Regions from separate parts of the Pan troglodytes genome. Here region 1 is linked to region 2. The links are chromatin contacts, called in public HiChIP or PLAC-seq maps. All regions are on one chromosome and are shown on one strand. The core of a region is the stretch at or near the end of the contact, and the rest is flanking DNA. Distances in the headings are between cores, read along the strand shown.

The links. HiChIP or PLAC-seq counts read pairs in DNA pulled down with a chosen protein or histone mark.
Region 1: a contact with region 2 is called in an H3K4me3 HiChIP or PLAC-seq map of stem cell-derived excitatory neurons, with 6 times the contacts expected there. The contact joins the promoter of AP4E1 here to the promoter of GABPB1 in region 2. A contact is called at or near these places in 1 of 7 Hi-C or Micro-C datasets (stem cell-derived neural progenitor cells) and 1 of 1 datasets of contacts at active chromatin or transcription factors (stem cell-derived excitatory neurons).

Annotation. Positions count from the first base shown.
Region 1 is chr16:42,906,167-42,908,958 of NHGRI_mPanTro3-v2.0_pri, forward strand. It overlaps AP4E1 (adaptor related protein complex 4 subunit epsilon 1), which reads left to right and starts at 1,366. Exons shown (of 21, transcript XM_009429123.5): 1 at 1,366-2,035. It overlaps LOC107968623 (a long non-coding RNA gene), which reads right to left and starts at 2,010. Exons shown (of 3, transcript XR_010151698.1): 1 at 1,944-2,010.
Region 2 is chr16:42,348,393-42,351,092 of NHGRI_mPanTro3-v2.0_pri, forward strand. It overlaps GABPB1 (GA binding protein transcription factor subunit beta 1), which reads right to left and starts at 1,315. Exons shown (of 9, transcript XM_510397.8): 1 at 852-1,315.

The DNA.
Region 1 (2,792 bases), core at 116-2,615, 560 kb after region 2:
GCGGGCGCCTGTAATCCCAGCTACTCGGGAGGCTGAGGCAGGAGAATTGCTTGAACCCAGGGGGAGGAGGCTGCAGTGAACCCAGATCGTGCCACTGCATTCCAGTCTGGGTGACAGAGTGAGACTCTGGAAAAAAAAAATTAAATGAATAAATGAGTATCCCTTTTAGATAAAGTTTAAATATTTTAAAATGTTCTCAATATATTAAAAAGTATTCTTGCGAGACAAGCCAACAAATTGAACTTTTTTCTTATGTTCCCATATAGGTATTAGAACAACTTCAGGATTTCAAAAAAACTCATTTATTAGGTGACAAGGAGGTTACAGAGATTAGAGCAGGTATAACCGAAGATAGCTTGTAAGTGTAGCTGTAGCTGGTGGGCCGGTTGAGGTTCTGGACTTCGCGGTGCAAAATAATTGAAGTCCAAAGTAAAAGCAAGCAAGAGTTTATTGCAAAGCGAAAGTACACCCTCACAGCTGATCAGAGCGGGCTGCTCAAAGGTGAGACAGCATGCACTGACACTGGGGAAACTCCCTTTGTAGGAGTCTCCCAGGATCATTCATGAAGCGGGGAGAACGGGTGCTGCTATTAAGCATGTTCTCTGGTTTTCTGGCGCCATGTGCGCTGCGGTTGTATATGCTAGTACATACATTGCATGTCTTATTAGTATCTTAAATCTTCACCCAGGAGTTTTTTTTTTTTTTTTTTTTACTATTATAATGAGTATAATTCAGCCCAACGACACTGATCATGGGTTTCTGCGCTTGTGAGAGTTTGGGGATTTTCCCTTCTGCTCTCGTACCTCTTTGCTGCAAAATTTTCTAACCAGGAGCCTCGGATGTGGTTTGTACACTATGGGCTGGTTTGTTCTATTTATTTAGCAAGTTTGTTCCCCTTGAAGGGAGGCTATCACCACCTACCTAACCTACCTCCTAGAAACACACTAGGAAGTACTGAGGGCAAATTGCATTAATCTCTGAAAACGCACGTATTTATGCCCTAAACCTACTACCTTAGAAAATTCTAGAAAACACAAGGATACTCCAGGATACATTTTACCAGCTAGTCAATCGTCATCTAGCCTCTTGAAAACTCGTACACTTCCAACAGAATGAGGGTAAAAACGGCAAATAACACGTAAGAAACGTTATCAATATTGTTTTGACTTTGTGAATTCCCTAGAAGGGTCTCAGCGACCCTGAGGTCACCAGACCACATTTCGAGAGCCATTGTACCAGACTCTGTTCTAGATAAAAGCTGGAGCAATCGGAATGAATAAAATACTCTCTCTATGGGGAGCTGTTTACGTAGTGGCAACTGCGACCTGTTCTAAAGTGGAACAGAACCGAGCGCTGTGAGAGGGTGGGACGTGGAGACCTATCCTTGCCCGCCGGGCCAGGGGAGTGGGCTCCAGGAAGATGACCTTTCAACTGCGACCTGCTGAGGAGGAGTCGGCAAGGGGGGCCGCCGACCACTTCTCTTTCCCGCCCACCTCCCCAAATCCCAGGAGAAGAGGGGCGGACGGGAAGCGACAGTGGCCGTGAGTCCCCGGCACGCGACGGGCTCTCAACCTGGCACGCCGAATCCTCAGGACAGCCCCGCTATCACGCAACTACTCGGGTGTCCCAAGAGTCGCCAGGGCCGGAGCCGCGCGCGGCGCCGGGGACTCGCGTGAAACCGCCTGTGGGAAGCGGGCGGGTGGCGCGCGGTCCGGGGACAGTGAGAGGCGGCGGACGGCGCGGGGATGTCCCGAAAAAGGCGCAGCCAGGAAGACGCAACTCATGACGCGGTCTCGGGCTACGCGGAGGCGGCTAGTGGGAAAGGAAGACTCTGGGAGACAGTGCCTAACAGGGCCAGGTCCCCGACGGCTTCCTCAGGAGGACTCACAGTTCTGGGGGATTCCGAAACCGCTACCCCGTCGCGAGAAAGGAGGTCTACTTACGCGCGCAATCTCGACCGAGCGGCCTTTTCCACCCCCGCGGTCTCTTGCGCCCTCTGGTGGCCTCTCGCGAGAACGACACTGAACTTGTTCAGGTGGGACACCAATAAAGATTTCTTATTCAAAAAACAGGAAGTGCCTACGGAGGCCGGGCCGGCAGCGGCGGCCGGGCATGAAGCCGGGCGGCTACGGGATCGCGGGCGGCGGCGGCATCGCGGGCGGCGGCGGCGATGAGCGACATAGTGGAGAAGACGCTGACGGCGCTGCCGGGACTCTTTCTGCAGAACCAGCCCGGTGGTGGGCCCGCGGCCGCCAAGGCGTCCTTCTCCTCGAGGCTGGGCAGCCTTGTCCGCGGCATCACAGCCCTCACCTCCAAGCACGTAGGTGCCCGCCGGCCCGGGAGCTCAGGGACATCGGAGTGAGGCCCCCGCGCCAGGAGGCCCTGGCCGGGCGGCGAGACTCCAGGGCCTCTGGGGTTAGCCCTCCGGCGGGGCTCAGGGGCTGCTGTGTCGGTTCGTCCTTTAGTCTGCCTGGAAGCTTCACTTTCCTGCTGGGACTGACAGCAGGGAAGCCGAGTTTCCACAGTTAGTTCTGACACTGACTCTTTGATCTGGGGCACATCTCTGTAACCTCTGAGCCTCCATGTGTTTTCTCAACGTTGTGGTGGAAAAGTACTGATACATAATTCATAGGTTTTTTGTTTGTTTGTTTTGAGGATTGGGTGAGATGTCAAGCGTGTGAAAATACCTAGTGCGATGGAAGTGTCAGACATTATTTACCTTCCACAAAGTTTTTTTTCCCTACTCCGTTTCCTTCTCTCCCCCGGTGCCTTCAACTGAACAACAGTTCAGA
Region 2 (2,700 bases), core at 65-2,564:
CACACTTGGAGAGCTTCACCGAAACACACTAAACACACAGTGATGAACTGTGCCCTGGCAGAGATGACCTGGCAAAATTCTCAACTTCTTCCCTGAGGCAGTGCACCCGCAGTTCTCGGCGGCGAAGTCTTTGGGGCAGAAGTCCCGAGCCGTCAGAACGGCAGGCTTCTCCCCCTCAGGACTCCAGTCCCCGCGGCCAAGGCTGTCGCTGCGGGGGCCCCGCGCGGGACTGGCCAGGCTCTTCCATTAACCCTGTCTGGTCCAGCCGATCCCGCCGCGACCCGAGCGCCTCTCGGCCCCGCAGCACAGGGCGCCCAGGACCCGCCACCCTCGCCGCCCGTTCCCCTCTCCGGAGAGCCCGGCGGGGCCGTCAGGCTGCCGAGACAAAGGGTACCGCGGCGCCAGAGGCCGAGGCCCAGCCGCGCCTGCCTTCCTCCTTCTCCCGCCCACTGCCAACCTCCAGTCGCCCGCAGAACCTCCGCTGCCTCGGCGCGACCCCATCGCCACCCCGGGGCTGCCGCTCGGGACCGGCACGCCGGGTAGCCGCGAGGAGGCCGCGGCATGCTAGGGCCGAGGAGGGGGCGGCGGCCGCCACCATGTCTGCCCGCCCCTCCCAGAAGCGGGGTGCCCAGCGGACAAAGCGCAGCGGCGGCGCGGGCGCCCAGGCCGACCCCGCCGACCCCCGCGGAATAAGCGGGGCCAGGAGCCCCGGAAACCCGGCGCCTTAATGCAATAAACAGGAAATCGCGGGGATGATCTGGGTTCCGGGGGAAGTGGAATTATTTTTTACCAGCGAAGAGATCAACTTCCACATCCGGTGGTAACAGGGCCCTACACAGACCCGCACTGACCTGGAAAAGCTTCGGGAGCGGCGACGGGAAGGCAGCAGGAGGTGGTGCGGGGACCCGAGGCGCCTCGTACCCGGCCGGGCTGACGCGGCCCCGCTACACACAAAGCGCTTCAGCTGCACAGGGCGCTATTTTCCGAAAATGCCGCGTCTGGTCGGCGCCCAAAATCCCCACCGAAAAGTCCCCCGTGCTGCGCGCGGAGGGACACATGGTATGCGAGTGAGTCAGGTTCCCAGCATCCCTCCCGGACCCGGCCCTCTTCAGCTCATCGCCCGAGGATTTTCCGCCTCTGCGCTCGTCGGCAGATCTTGCTACTACCCGCTCCCTAGCTGTGTTCCCGCGGGGAGAGAGGGGAAAGAGGGTCTGATTTTTTAACGAAGGGAAAGAAAATATGCCATTTCTAGCGCTTCAGCCACACAAAGAAAGCGGCGGAATGATCCGCTCTCGGCGACCGCAAGTCCCGGCTCGCCCGGCGCCTGCGCGGCAGCGGGGGTGGGAGCTGCGGACGGCCATGTGCGCGGCGGAGAGGCCGGGTGGCCACCGAACCTTCCCGCCTGTTCTGCGGTGGGTAGGAGTTTGGAAACTAATGTTCCTGTGCTAACCTTCGTGTCTCTGTGACATGACTGTTGAAAGACGGAGAGTGCGGAATCTTTGGAGTTTAAGCTTGCCAACTGTGCGGCCTAGCAGAATCCTGGGAGACGGAAGGACAGCCAAGAGGCTAGGATTTACCTTTAAGTGTCCCTAGATTCAACTAGGCAGACTGGGACGGGAGACGCTGTGAAGGTACCAGGGAAGGAACGAGTGAGGTTCCTTTTCCACTTTTTCATAAACTCAACAGTCAGGTTCATGACGAAGATATACATATTTCTGTAGATTTTTTCCCCAACATTCTAATTATGCCTCATGTTTCGTAGATCCTAGTAACTGTTTGGATTACTGCCACCTCAGAGGTAGAGATCTGTTTTTCCGTGGCTGGAATGTCAAAAATTTTGTTGTATTTTATTAAGAAAGTAGCAAAAGTTTGGAGATTTGCAAAGTTAAAAAAAAAACATTATGAACTTAATCTAGATGTGATTTGCTAAGGAACTTAATATATTGATATGTTTTTCACAGGGGCGTCTGGGCATGGCTTTCCCAACCTAGTAACTGCAACTTCTAGCATCCTACATGTAGGACTTGGGAATATGTGAGACAGCGCCAAGAATTTAATCCAGGAGAATTGACAAGCTTAAATGAAATCCATATTGCCCACTGATTTTGTGCAGCTTCAGATAAGTAATCTTTCTCCACTTAGCCTTTTGTAACAATTGATGTAATAAAGGTTTGTAGTCTTTGCGTAATTTATTAAAGCATTGTGCCTAAAATAGAAAAAAAGCATAGGAACCATAGGCTGTGTTTTCTTTTGATTTAATATTTTCATTTCTTCAGTTAATAGAAATTTGTCAAAATTCTGATGTTTTTCTGTAGCATTATTTGAATGAGCATTGTTTATTTGAGTGAACATTCAGCTAATTGTTACAGAATCGTTGCCCCCATTAATCTTAGGCTGTAGAATGTAGACAAGTAAATAGGCATCATCAGTATGATGAGAGTGAAGCTACTTAATACTGTGGAATCAAATAAAGGAGGAATCCCTTACTAAACCAAGAGGGAGGAATAAAATGGAATGGGACTAGAGAAGCAATTAGCTTTAATAAGGGTATTATGGAAGACTTTCTAGATGAGAAGCAGTAAGTACAGATGTTTGGAGGCAAACACTAGAGAGATTGTTGGGTAAAGAAGACAATGCTGGAGGTCTACTTGTGAAGGCCTTGAATGCTATGTGCAGAAGTCAGCTTCTGAGAACCAGGAG